Linked DNA regions of Rattus norvegicus: region 1 is linked to region 2. The links are chromatin contacts, called in public Hi-C maps. All regions are on one chromosome and are shown on one strand. The core of a region is the stretch at or near the end of the contact, and the rest is flanking DNA. Distances in the headings are between cores, read along the strand shown.

The links. A called contact is a pair of places that touch in the nucleus more often than the background predicts.
Region 1: a Hi-C map of liver shows a contact between it and region 2, with 2.7 times the contacts expected there. The contact joins the enhancer-like site here to the promoter of Rpl36l7 in region 2. A contact is called at or near these places in 8 of 12 Hi-C or Micro-C datasets (the A7r5 cell line, the Rat2 cell line, frontal cortex and 3 more).

The regions. Positions count from the first base shown.
Region 1 is chr2:26,680,596-26,686,868 of GRCr8, forward strand. Dmgdh (dimethylglycine dehydrogenase) reads left to right here. Exons shown (of 16, transcript NM_139102.2): 10 at 1,139-1,304; 11 at 1,881-2,011; 12 at 4,768-4,985. Among named protein-coding and RNA genes, the nearest start is that of Dmgdh, 36 kb to the left of the region's middle. Within about 2 kb of position 1,641, at least 2 of the 93 cell types and tissues checked have an H3K27ac peak or open chromatin away from gene starts, as enhancers often do. A contact at or near this core is called in hepatocytes and liver, where this site is marked.
Region 2 is chr2:26,616,073-26,621,746 of GRCr8, forward strand. It overlaps Rpl36l7 (ribosomal protein L36 like 7), which reads right to left and starts at 3,182. Exons shown (of 1, transcript XM_039103453.2): 1 at 2,752-3,182. The coding sequence starts at 3,124. The coding sequence ends at 2,810.

The sequences.
Region 1 (6,273 bases), core at 391-2,890, 63 kb after region 2:
TGAAGGTTGGCTGTGGTCTCAACATATACAAACACATATGTGCACATACATCCAGATAGGAACATGCATGCACATGAAACAACAGGGTTTGAAATCTACTTTAAATTCAGTTAAGTGGCATAAAAATACAGAGGTGGGGATGTCGCAGATGAGTGCGGTTGCCCTCGAGGCAGCCGGTCTAGAGTGGTTGGAAGCCACGTGCTCAGACTCAGATGAATACTAGCTTTGCTTTTCATTTTGTGATGTTAAATCAGGCTTAAGTTTCTTTTAAAAAAATTAATAGTTAAGCTACAGGGAAACGCTCAGACTTAGCACCCTGTTCGGAAGGTAAAAACACCAAGTTAGAAGTTCTTTTGCTAAAGTGGAGATGAGTCAGGTAACCTTTGATCTAGACCCTGTTCTGTCAGTAACTACTGCAAAAGACCTAGAAGCCACTCTGGGCTTTTTCTCTGAAGAGAGAAGGTGCTGGGCTAGACCATTGCTTATATCAGGGATGGGCACTCCCTGGAACCTGCCATGATGCCCGATCCCCTTTTAACAAGTGGAAGTGCTTTGTATTCACAGTGTTGGCTAGAAGGCTATGAGTGTGTGCATGCACACACATGACATATACATACATAGATACACACACAGAGACATATACACTCTACACACAGAGAGGCATATGCACTTATACACACACAGAGACACAGGCACAGGTACAAACACAGAGACATGGAGATGTATGTACATACATGCACAGACACATATGCACAACATTCATACACACAGTGAGGCCATTCTGATTTAGTGAGGCCTTACAACTGGTGTTTGAAAAATACTCCCCAGATGATTCTAACATGCAACCAGGCTTTAAAAACCCTGGACTGTTGCCTTCTACACTGCCCTCCAGACTAGAGGACCCATGAGTTTTTTTCCCCACTAATTAACATTTCATTCACTATAAAATGGGTCAAAGGATAGATGGGTAACCTATAAAAGATCAGATTCCAAGTGTATATGATTTACAGAGCAAATTTGCGGGTGCCCCTCCCCCAGCTTCAGAAGGCTTTCCTAGAAGGGAGAAACTGATTAAAATATTCTTATTTTATATTGTACAATTTTTGGATAATGGCTGGCAGTAAATATTGTGTTTCAGGCCAAGTTTCCGCCGCACAAACTGGTTTGAGCCGGTGGGCTCTGAGTACAAACAGGTTATGCAAAGAGTTGGTGTGATTGACCTGTCTCCGTTTGGCAAGTTCAACATCAAAGGCCAAGATTCCACCCAGCTTCTGGATCATCTCTGTGCAAATGTCATTCCCAAGGTAAATAGACAAGGTCCAGGATTCTGACCTGGTCCTTTAAAAAAAAACCCAGATCCAACCTTCTTTGACTCCATGTATTCCAAGCGGATGCTAGAACACTTCAAGGGACCTCCTGGAGTGTGCAACTGAAATTTCTGTGGAGTAGACTGTCATCTAGGAAATCAATGACTTCCCTTAACGTGCCAATGAGATCCCAAAAGCTGATTGTAGTTAAATTAGTATGTTGTTGTTCTTTGATTATTACACGTATTTTATCTATGTGTGTCACGCATGTAGAGGTCAGAGGACAACTTGCAAAAGTCTTTCTTTTTGACCTGTGGGTTCCAGGGATTGAGTTTTGGGTGGCTTTGGCCAAAAGTGCCCTTACTTCAGTGCCATCTTCCCAGTCCTGAAGTACCATTTCTAGGGCAAACAATCTCGTATGATTGTTTAAATGGGAAATTTAAATAGATCTTTGGTTTAGTTCATCTACTTGACATGAATGGTAAGAGGTGAGGCTTTTCATGGTCCCCACAACTAACATGTGTGCGAAGAAGCTTAATTCATCCTCAAGTGATTTTAAATTCTTTTGTGCAGGTGGGTTTTACAAACATAAGTCACATGTTGACGCCCAGAGGTCGAGTGTACGCTGAGCTGACTGTTTCCCACCAATCTCCTGGGGAGTTCCTGTTGATTACTGGCTCTGGGTCGGAACTTCACGATCTTAGGTAAATGGACATCCAGTGAAATGATTTTGTCCAGGTGACCCAGTGGCCCAACCTTATACAGTTTTTCTTGTGCTAGTATTCTCGTTTCATTCTGTTGCTGTGATGAAATGCTGTGACAAAAACAGTTTAGGGGAGAAAGGCACAGACTTCAGTTTGCGGTTTCAGGTTACAATCCATCATGGTGGGGAAGTCAAGGCAAGAATGGGAGCTTCAGGCGGCTAGTCACATTGCAGCTGCAGCCAGAAACAGGGAGAAATGAATGTGGGCACGGTGACTTGCTTGGTTTGTCCACTGTCATACAGTGGTGGATGCTCTCTTTGTGGGGAATGGTGCTGCCTGTGGTCCCCCTGCATGGGGAATGGCACCACCATGATGGGATGACTCTTCCTACTCTATTTAATTTAATGAAGGCAGTGCCCCACAGACACGTATACAGGCTACCATTCCCCATGGAGATTCTTCCCATAGATGATTCTGGATTGTGTCAAGTTGACAAAGATGCATCATGGGAGCTGGAGAGATGGCTTACCTGTTGCCAGCACTGGCTGCTCTTTCAGAGGACCTGGGTTTGATTCTCAGCACCCAGGTGGAGGCTCATAGCCGTGTTAACTCTAGCTCCAGAGGATCTGACGTCTTCCTCTGGCCTCCAGGGGTACAAGTACATGCATGGTGCTCAAACATACATGTAGGCAGAACATGCCCACATATAAATAAAACAAAATAGAAAAGAGATACACAGTACTTACAGAACAACTTTCTTTTTAAATTAAAAAGTCTCTCTCTGTCTCTGTCTCTGTCTCTCTCTGTGTCTCTCTCTCTCTCTCTCTCTCTCTCTCTCTCTCTCTCTGTGTGTGTGTGTGTGTGTGTGTGTGTGTGTGTGTGTGTGTACAGATGCCTGAAGAGGCCATAATTGGGCATCAGACCCCATGGAGTTGGAGTCACAGGTAGCTGTGAACATACCTGGGTGCTGAGAACCGTACTCCAGTTCCCCACAAGAGCTTTAATTCTCTTAATCACTGAGTCATCTCTCTAGTCCCCAACTTTAATTCTTAAACCTCATCAATGTGCATAAACCTCATGTGGTTTATAGGACTGTTTGAAGCAAAAGACCCCGCCCCCTCCACAAGGTGCCCTACCCAGTGGTTTTCTGATTCTGATAATCTTAACTCTTATTTATTAAACACCATCAATGAACCAGAACTCCTTGTAGACACGACCTCAATTAATTCTCTTAAGATTGTGCAGGGGCAGGGGAGGTGCGGACTTCGCAAGCCAGAGTTCAGACTCCTCAGCAACCATATGATGGGACATAGGCACAGTGGCTTGCAGGTAATCCCAGCACTTAGAAGCAGAGACAGGACATCTCTAGAGCAAGCTGGCCAGCCAGGCTATCTGAGTAGGCAAGCTTTGGGTTCAGGTGAGAGGCCGGGCCTCAAAATAGCAAAGTGAAGTGCTGTCTTAGTTAGGGTTTTCCTACTGTGAACAGACACCATGACCAAGGCAACTCTTCTAAAGAACACTATTTAATTGGGGCTGGCTTACAGGTTCAGAGGTTCAGTCCATTATCATCAAGGTGAGAACATGGTAGTGCCCAGGCAGATGTGGGAGCTGGAGGAGCCGAAAATTCTACAGCTTGATCCAAAGGCACACAGGAGATTGACTTCTGCGTGGCCAGAGGAGGGTCTCAAAGGCCATCCCCACAGTGACACACCTACTCCAACAAGGCCACACCTCCTAATAGTGCCACTCCCTGGGCCAAGCATATCTAAATCACCACACGTGCCATCAAGGAAGATACTCAGTGTCAACCTTCGCCTCTGCATACTTACAACATGTGTACATATATGTACGCCCCACATACCAATGGGCTAAATAAGAAGAGTTTGTCATTTATCCTCATTTGGAGATGAGGAAACAGGTGTGGATTAAAGTTACCTGCTCAAGTCAGCGTGACTGAGTAAGGTGCCACACTGGGCTAGCTTCAGCCGGCTAACTCCCCTGTGCACACTGGCTCACAGCTAAACTGCTGACCTGCCTTACTTGGACCTCCATTCTGCTGTGAAGTCTCCACCTTTTCAGTCTAGTATCCCCAAAGTGTGTGGTGATTCTTATTTAATCAAGGTCTGGCTCAGGTTTTCACCGGAGCGGTAGAATTATGGAAATCTGGTGATCAAGTGCAGGGGTGTGGAGGTCACCTTAACCATTGAGCCTCTTCTCAACTAGGGGAACACTGTGATAGACTTGCAGAGTTGCAGGGACAGCTCAATAAATTACAGCCTGGCCCGAGAGTTGCCTTCCAAAAACTCATCAAAACTTAGAAATTGAGACTGGAGTTTTTCCTCTTTTCCTTGTGATTGTCAGAGCAATTACATGTCTGGTGGCAGGTGCATTATTAATGGCTAGCAGCACAAGGATGCATCTTGTGTACAGGTATTGAAGCAAATTCAGATTTAAATTAATTTTTGAAAATGGGACCATTAGTTTAAATGCAACTGAACCATCATTATTTATAACTGTGGCAAAGCTCGTTTAAACTGGAAGATTCTAGTTACTGGGAAGAATCCCCTCCCAAGTCTTAAGTGGGCCATTTACATCTAGGGAACTCAGGTCTTTAACCTTCAGAGTGAGAAGGCTACATGCCCCGACCCTCTAGGGACTTTCTGATAATTCCAAACTTGAAGGCTTCAGAGACATAATATGTTAGAAACATGTATTATTCAAGTGACATTTACCCAGGGCTTATGACCCCAATGCAGATGGATTGAAGAAGCAGCCGTCAGAGGTGGCTATGATGTGGAAATTCGAAACATAACCGATGAGCTTGGGGTCCTGGGAGTAGCAGGGCCATATGCAAGGAGAGTCCTTCAGAAGCTGACCTCAGAAGATCTCAGTGATGATGTCTTCAAGTTTCTTCAAACCAAGTCTTTAAAGATCTCTGACATTCCTGTCACTGCTATCAGGATCTCCTATACTGGTAAGAGTGGGGAAACAAGCTAACGTAAGGAAAGGCTACCAGAGATGGGACACACACTCACTGCAGACTGCCACACACTGTCACACTCACAGTGCATCACACACATACACACACACAAAACCATACACACTCACACACACACACACACTGCAGATTGCCACACACTGCCACACTTACAGTGCATCTCTCTTTCTCTCTCTCTCTCTCTCTCTCACACACACACACACACACACACTGCAGATTGATTGCCACACACTGCCACACTTGACAGTGCATCACACACATACATACACAAAACCACACACACACACACATACACACACAGTACACCTCTCTCAAACACACACATTCACTGCAGACTGCCACACATTGTCACACTCACAGTGCATCACACACATACACACACAAAACCATACACACACAAAACCACACACACTCACACAGTCACACTCACAGTGCATCTCTCTCAAACACACACACACACTGCAGACTGCCACACACTATCACACTCACAGTGCATCACACACGTACACACACAAAACCACACACATTCACACACACTGCAGTCTGCCACACAGTCACACTCACAGTGCATCACACACACACAACCATACACACACACATACACACACTATAGACTGCCACATACTGTCACACTCACAGTGCATCACACACACACACAACATACACACACACACTGTCACACTCACAGTGCATCACACACAGACACACACACAACCACACACACACTCTCACAGTGTATCACACACACACTGCAGACTGCCACACAGTCACACTCACAGTGCATCACACACACACACAACCATACATACACACACACACTATAAACTGCCACATACTGTCACACTCACAGTGCATCACACACACACATACACACACACACTATAGACTGCCACATACTGTCACACTCACAGTGCATCTCATATATAGTCACACACAACCACACACACACACACACACACATGCTCACATACACTGCAGACTGTCACACACTGTCATACCCTCAAGTGCATCCTCACACATACCCATACATACACTCCTGTATACCCACACACAGCCACATACACAATCACATCCTTACAATGCATGCTCACACGTGCTCACATGCACTCACACACACTCACACGCACTCATATACTCACACATAGCCATACATTGTCACACCCTCACAACACATGCTCACCCACAATCACACATACTCACACATAGCCACAGATACTGTCAGACCCTCACAGGGCATGCTTACACACTCACAGTCACAATACAT
Region 2 (5,674 bases), core at 1,932-4,431:
ATTATTGTTCCGGCTACTGTTTATGCTTCACTCTGCCCAGAACCTCAGAAGCATTTATCCAATGCCACTTGACAAACACGAAGCCCTGCGAGGCAGGATATGAGACCCTGTGCATGGAGCTAGAGGTAAAGGGTAGCTCGCCCTCCTTTGTGTTTCCCAACGAGGAAGTAAACGATATCGAGAATCAATATGTGAGTGTCCTTTTAATCGATATGTAGATGGAAACGTCAGGGGCCTTCTTCTCCTCTTCAAGTGCGATTGCCTTTAAAATGGAGTCAGGGCTGAGGTGTAGCTCAGAGGTATAGTGCTTGCCTTGAATGCATGAAGCTCTGGATTTGACCTCTAGCACCTCTTAGAGAAATAAATGACTGACCGAATAAACAAAGCAATTAATTGTGAAACTGACTTTCCTCAGATCATCATCACCATCACCACCACCACCACCACCACCACCACCACCACCACCACCACCACCATCATCATCATCATCAAAACACGAGTCACTGAGCTTTAAACTGTTGAAGACACTTTGTATTTTAACACTGGGTGCAATAACATTTGACACCTGTGTGGAGCTCTTTGCAAACTGGTGACACGGAAGTGTAGCCAATGTCCATGTTTCTTTTGGCCAAGCCAATGTTTATTAAAAAGGAAAATGTGATTCCTTTGGGTAGGGCATTCACCCCGTCCTGTATACCATCTACACCATGCCCAGTGTGCTACATATGTCTGGTTTGTGTGCTTTTCAGCCTCTGCTGAAGGTGTGTGTGTGTGTGTGTGTGTGTGTGTGTGTGTGTGTGTGTGTGTACTTGTGGAGAGCAGAGGGCAGAGGTCAGTTTCTGCTCTAACTTCACCTCTCTCTCTCTCTCTCTCTCTCTCTCTCTCTCTCTCTCTCTCTCTCTCTCTCTTCCTGTCCCACCCCTCTTTACTATATAGCCCAGGCTAGTTCTGATCTATTGAACTCAAATTTTCTGCCTTAGTCTATTATCTGCTCTTCTATTTTGGGGGTGAAGGGGGCAGATTGGAATGAACTCTAAAGACCTCCTATGTCACATGATTGGCACCTGAAGTCTATGGGGTTCAGCAGCCTAAATGTGTGGTTCCTGATTCAGAGACTCGGAGCCCAGGGAAAATCCCATGACTTGCTCTCAGTCTGGCAGAGGAGTTTGAAACCAATTGTGGTGTGTGTGTGTGTGTGTGTGTGTGTGTGTGTGTGTGTGTGTGTGTATTGACTGTATATGTGTTACTGTCTGTGTAAATGCACATGCTGCCCATGGGTGTGGATGCCGGAGGTCAGCCTTGGGTGCTATTTTACACACACACACACACACACACACACACACACACACACACCCCACCCTCTCATTTCTATTTCCTAGTGCACTGCCTCTAGAGAAGAATTGGGAGGAGTTTTAAGAGAGAGCTGGTAAGAATTGTGTCTAGGTAAAGAATCACTCTGGGATAGGCTGGTATGTAACCTGAGTCACCTTTAAGACTAGGAATGAGGCCCTCTGCCAAGTTATGAAGGTGCTAATACATTCTCGAGAACCAATACTGTCTGCTGAATGTCAAAACCACAGGAAAACTACTACTGTGGGCATGAAAGCACATACCTCTTGCAAAGCTTTTGGGGGTCCCACTTGGGGTCCAATAGTAAAGACATGGAGACATCTGTATAATATAGGGCTCTTGTCTGTTTTCTGGGGCAGTCCCTCAGTTACTCTTCTGCCTGTCCCTGTCTCCTTTCTGTCACCCCCATCCCCACCTGGGTGCCCTGTCCCAACTCCAGCCACCAGCTCTTTCTCATACAAAAAAAGAAACCTATTGGCATAGTGAGAGAGATTATTCTTACTAGTCCGTTAGCAGGACTAGGCCCAGTTTTCATCAGAGCGTTGCCTTTTGGCCAGGCCGGATTGAGGGCTATGTGACCTTCTGTGACCTCCCCTGTGATAATCTCAGAGAATCCTCTTTGGGGGCAGCAGGCTGGCCTTGAATTCACAGAGAACCGCCTGCCTCTGCCTCTTGAGTGCTGGGATTAAAGGTGTGCACCACTACCACTTGGCCACCATAAACATTCCCATACATTCTTGGAGAGAATAGTTATACAAGTGGAACTGCTCTTGGGGCTGGGTTTGGTCTCTCTCTCTCTCTCTCTCTCTCTCTCTCTCTCTCTCTCTCTCTCTCTCTCTCTCATCTCTGTTTGCCCCTACTTAAGGAAGCTTCCAGATGTAGATGAGAGAAGAAACTGGTTTACCCACTAAATAGATTTTAATGTACAGAACCCAGTGTGTGGGATTTCTAATACACTTACTTTTGTGCTTATTTTCCATCTATGGGTCATTGATATACCATAACACCATTCTCTAGATATAAGCAAATAATAATTGTTAGATCGAAACATAGCCCATGCCTGGCTGTCAATAGTGCTTGCCGAATGACTCAAATTAAATCAGGCAGGAAGTGCTAGCATAGGAATGCTCTCCCATTCGGCAGGACTGGAGGGCGCCTGTTCCTCGCCTGGCCACTTCTTTCCTCCTTCTCCTTTGAGGACATCCTTTCCCCCCCCTCCCCCTTCCCTTTGCCCCAGGGCTGATCATTATGTTCCGGAAAAGCTTCAGAGAAGTTAAATATCCATCTAGGAGGCTTTACCTAGCCAGCGTCATTTCCTTCTGATATAGTCTTGCTTTCTGCGTTGCGTTTCCCATGCCTGCCTTTACACCGCAGGGTGTGACAGAGAGTTAGTGATGCTGCTTTCTTTCTTTCTTTTCTTTTTTTTTTTAAGAACCATCTTTTATTGGGGGAGGGGTCATCAATCCTTGGCCGCCGCCTTCCGCATGGCTGCCAGCACGTTGCTCAGCTCCTCCCTCTTTCTCTTGGCGCGGATGTGCGTGCCCACCCTCTTCTTGATAAACTTGAGTGCTCGCTTGTCCTTGGACACCTTGAGCAGCTCCATGGCACGCCGCTGGTAGGGCGCGAAGCCGCACACCTCCCGGATCATATCGCGCACGAACTTGGTGTGCTTGGTGAGGCGCCCGCGGCGGCGGCTGTGTCTCGGCTTGCTGACGTTTTTCGTCACTTTGTGGCCTTTGTTGAGGCCCACGGCCATGGGGTAGCGCAGGGCCATGGCTGCAGCTTTCCGATGGCGGCTGGACAGGAAGTGTGATGCTGCTTTTAAAACGTCACCAGCGTTGGATGATGACAGGAACCGTGTGCTCACATCAGACTCTTCAGTGTTGTGCAGGAAGATAAAACTGTGCTTCTTCCACACGGAGTCAGCCTCCTGTCTGGCTTTCCTGGTCATCCCTTAAAACTCAGGCCAGTGGTCTCCTTGGGACATGCTCACCCGTCTGCTCTGTCTTACTTCACCCCAGAGTAGGTCTGCGTGTGGGTTAGGAATACAGTCATCTTCCACTGTGGTCTGAATGCTTCTGTACCCCCCACCCCACCCCCCACACGCACACAACCCCTATCTTACAGTTTGAAACCTTGGCCTCCAGCGTGGGGCCAAGGTGAGGTTCGGGGAGGAGGCTGGGCCCTGATTGGGACCCCGATGAGATTAATAACTTCCATGGTCTGGGCCTGCTCTGAGTGTCTCTCAAGGGTCTGTGGTCTGAGTGTCTCAAAGGTCCCAGGGCCGCAATGCCGAGAGAAGGTGGGCCTCTTTAAGGCAATGAGCTGGTGCTCTTGGAGGGATTGTGGGAGGCCAGACTTCCTGTTTGACTCTGTGAGCTTTTCCACACATGCAGAAAAAAGAGGCAGATTTTTACATTGTGGTCTCTGTGGCGCTGGTTTGATTTTACTTCTCTGTCAGGTCTGAGGGGACAGAACATAGCAAGCAAAATTAGCCTTTCTAGGTAGATATTGAAGGGCGTAAGGCTTGGGCCCATGTGAGCCAAGCCTCCTGCCTGATGGCCGTGTTGGGGAAGCTTGAGGAAAGGATTCTGGGAAAAACAATGAATGACTAGGCCTTCCAACACTGACCTCGAGTAAGTCCTTGAAAACCTTTCTGAGCCTCTGTTTTCTCACATCAGTATTAATGGAGTTGAACCAGCAAAAAGAGCCCCACTGGGATTTTAAATACTATGTATCTATTTTAGTGTTTAATCTCAAAAAAATAATCTAGAAAAACAAATTGAGCAGATCCAATAACTGAATGTAAATGCTCTTTTTAAATCAGATCCTATGTCCCTAACATTTCTGAGAGATTTAATGGATTTTTCTCCTTTTTTAAAATTGTGGTCATTATCTCTAAATTGTATCTCAGCTTGTAACCTTAACTATATATTAAATACATCTCATAAATGGTCATAGGCTAATACAATAATATCATAGAGATATTTTTAGTTAATTGGAAAGAAAAATTTGAGACAGTTTTGTCTCACCTGAAACCCAAGCTGACCTGATGTTTGTGAATTTCCTGACTCAGCTTCCAATATGCTGAGATTACAGAAATGTATCACCATTTCTTGCTTAAATGTTTTTAGTGGGTGAGATGGGATTTCATGTATCCCAAGCCACAAACTCCTTGTGTAGGTGAATTTCTGATCCCTTGGCTTCTATCTCCTAAGAGCTGGGACCACTGGGATGTGTCACACAGCTGGCTTTAGCCTGAACATCTGATTTCTGAATTTCCATGTGGTTATGATGTCTGCCTGTCAGATTTTTGTGTCTTGGGACAGTTTTGGGAGTACAACCTTCCTAAGGCCCCATATCTACTTTCCCAGGTTTCTTAACATCTGGAAAGTGTTGGGTCTTGGACTTAGAAACCAGAGGCACAAATTTAAGACAGTGAGAAGCAAACCATGGGATGAAGAAGTGAGGTGGGAGGAGCTGGTCTGGTGGGAGCTGAGGAGCTCACAGTCTGTGGGGGCGGGGAGGGGAACGACTCATGTCCAGTGTTTAAAATGGGAACAGCACCCAGCGTCAGCAGCCGTGTGCTTCCAAATAAACTTTAATGAATCCTTTTTCTGGCTTAAATTAGTTACAGAGAGCTCTGTTGCTAGCAACAGAGGACATTGACAGATAAAAGTATATTTCTCAAGTAATCCTCTTTGCAACCAGGATCTAAATAAATCTTTACTTCTAAGCAAAACAACACACACACACAAAAAAAAAAAAAAAAACAAAAGCAAAATATCAAACAAAACAAACAAAAAGCATTTATTCATTCAAAACAATCTTTTGCTCAGATCTGAAAGCTGTACTTCATAAGGCACAGTGGGGTCTCTAAGAGCCCAAATTGCCTTAGAGCTGACATTGGGTCTGGGAAGATGACAGAGTAGCCGTGCCTATAAATCAGGAGTCGTCCTGGTTTACACCACGGAGTCCTCCCTGTGGCCGTGGGGGTTGGTGCAGTCCTTTTTCCTAAGGGTGAGAGATAGGCAGCTTGCCAAAGCTAAGGCACTTGTCCAAGGCACCGGCTGGAGGTGGCAGAGCCAAGGGCTCCTTAGCTCCTTAGACCAGCCATTCCTGGCCACGTAGAGAACCTCATTCATGTCCTTCATGCTCCTCCCTCTGGGTGCAAAGCTGGATGCCAGTGGTCACAGTGAAACCAGTAAAGATGTCAGACTCCTCTCTTGCTCGCTTTAAAGATACAAAACCGAGTCCACAATGCGGATCCCAGCTTTCCCTCCATGTCCTCTGGCGAGGTTAGACGGGAGGGGGGGGGGGCAGA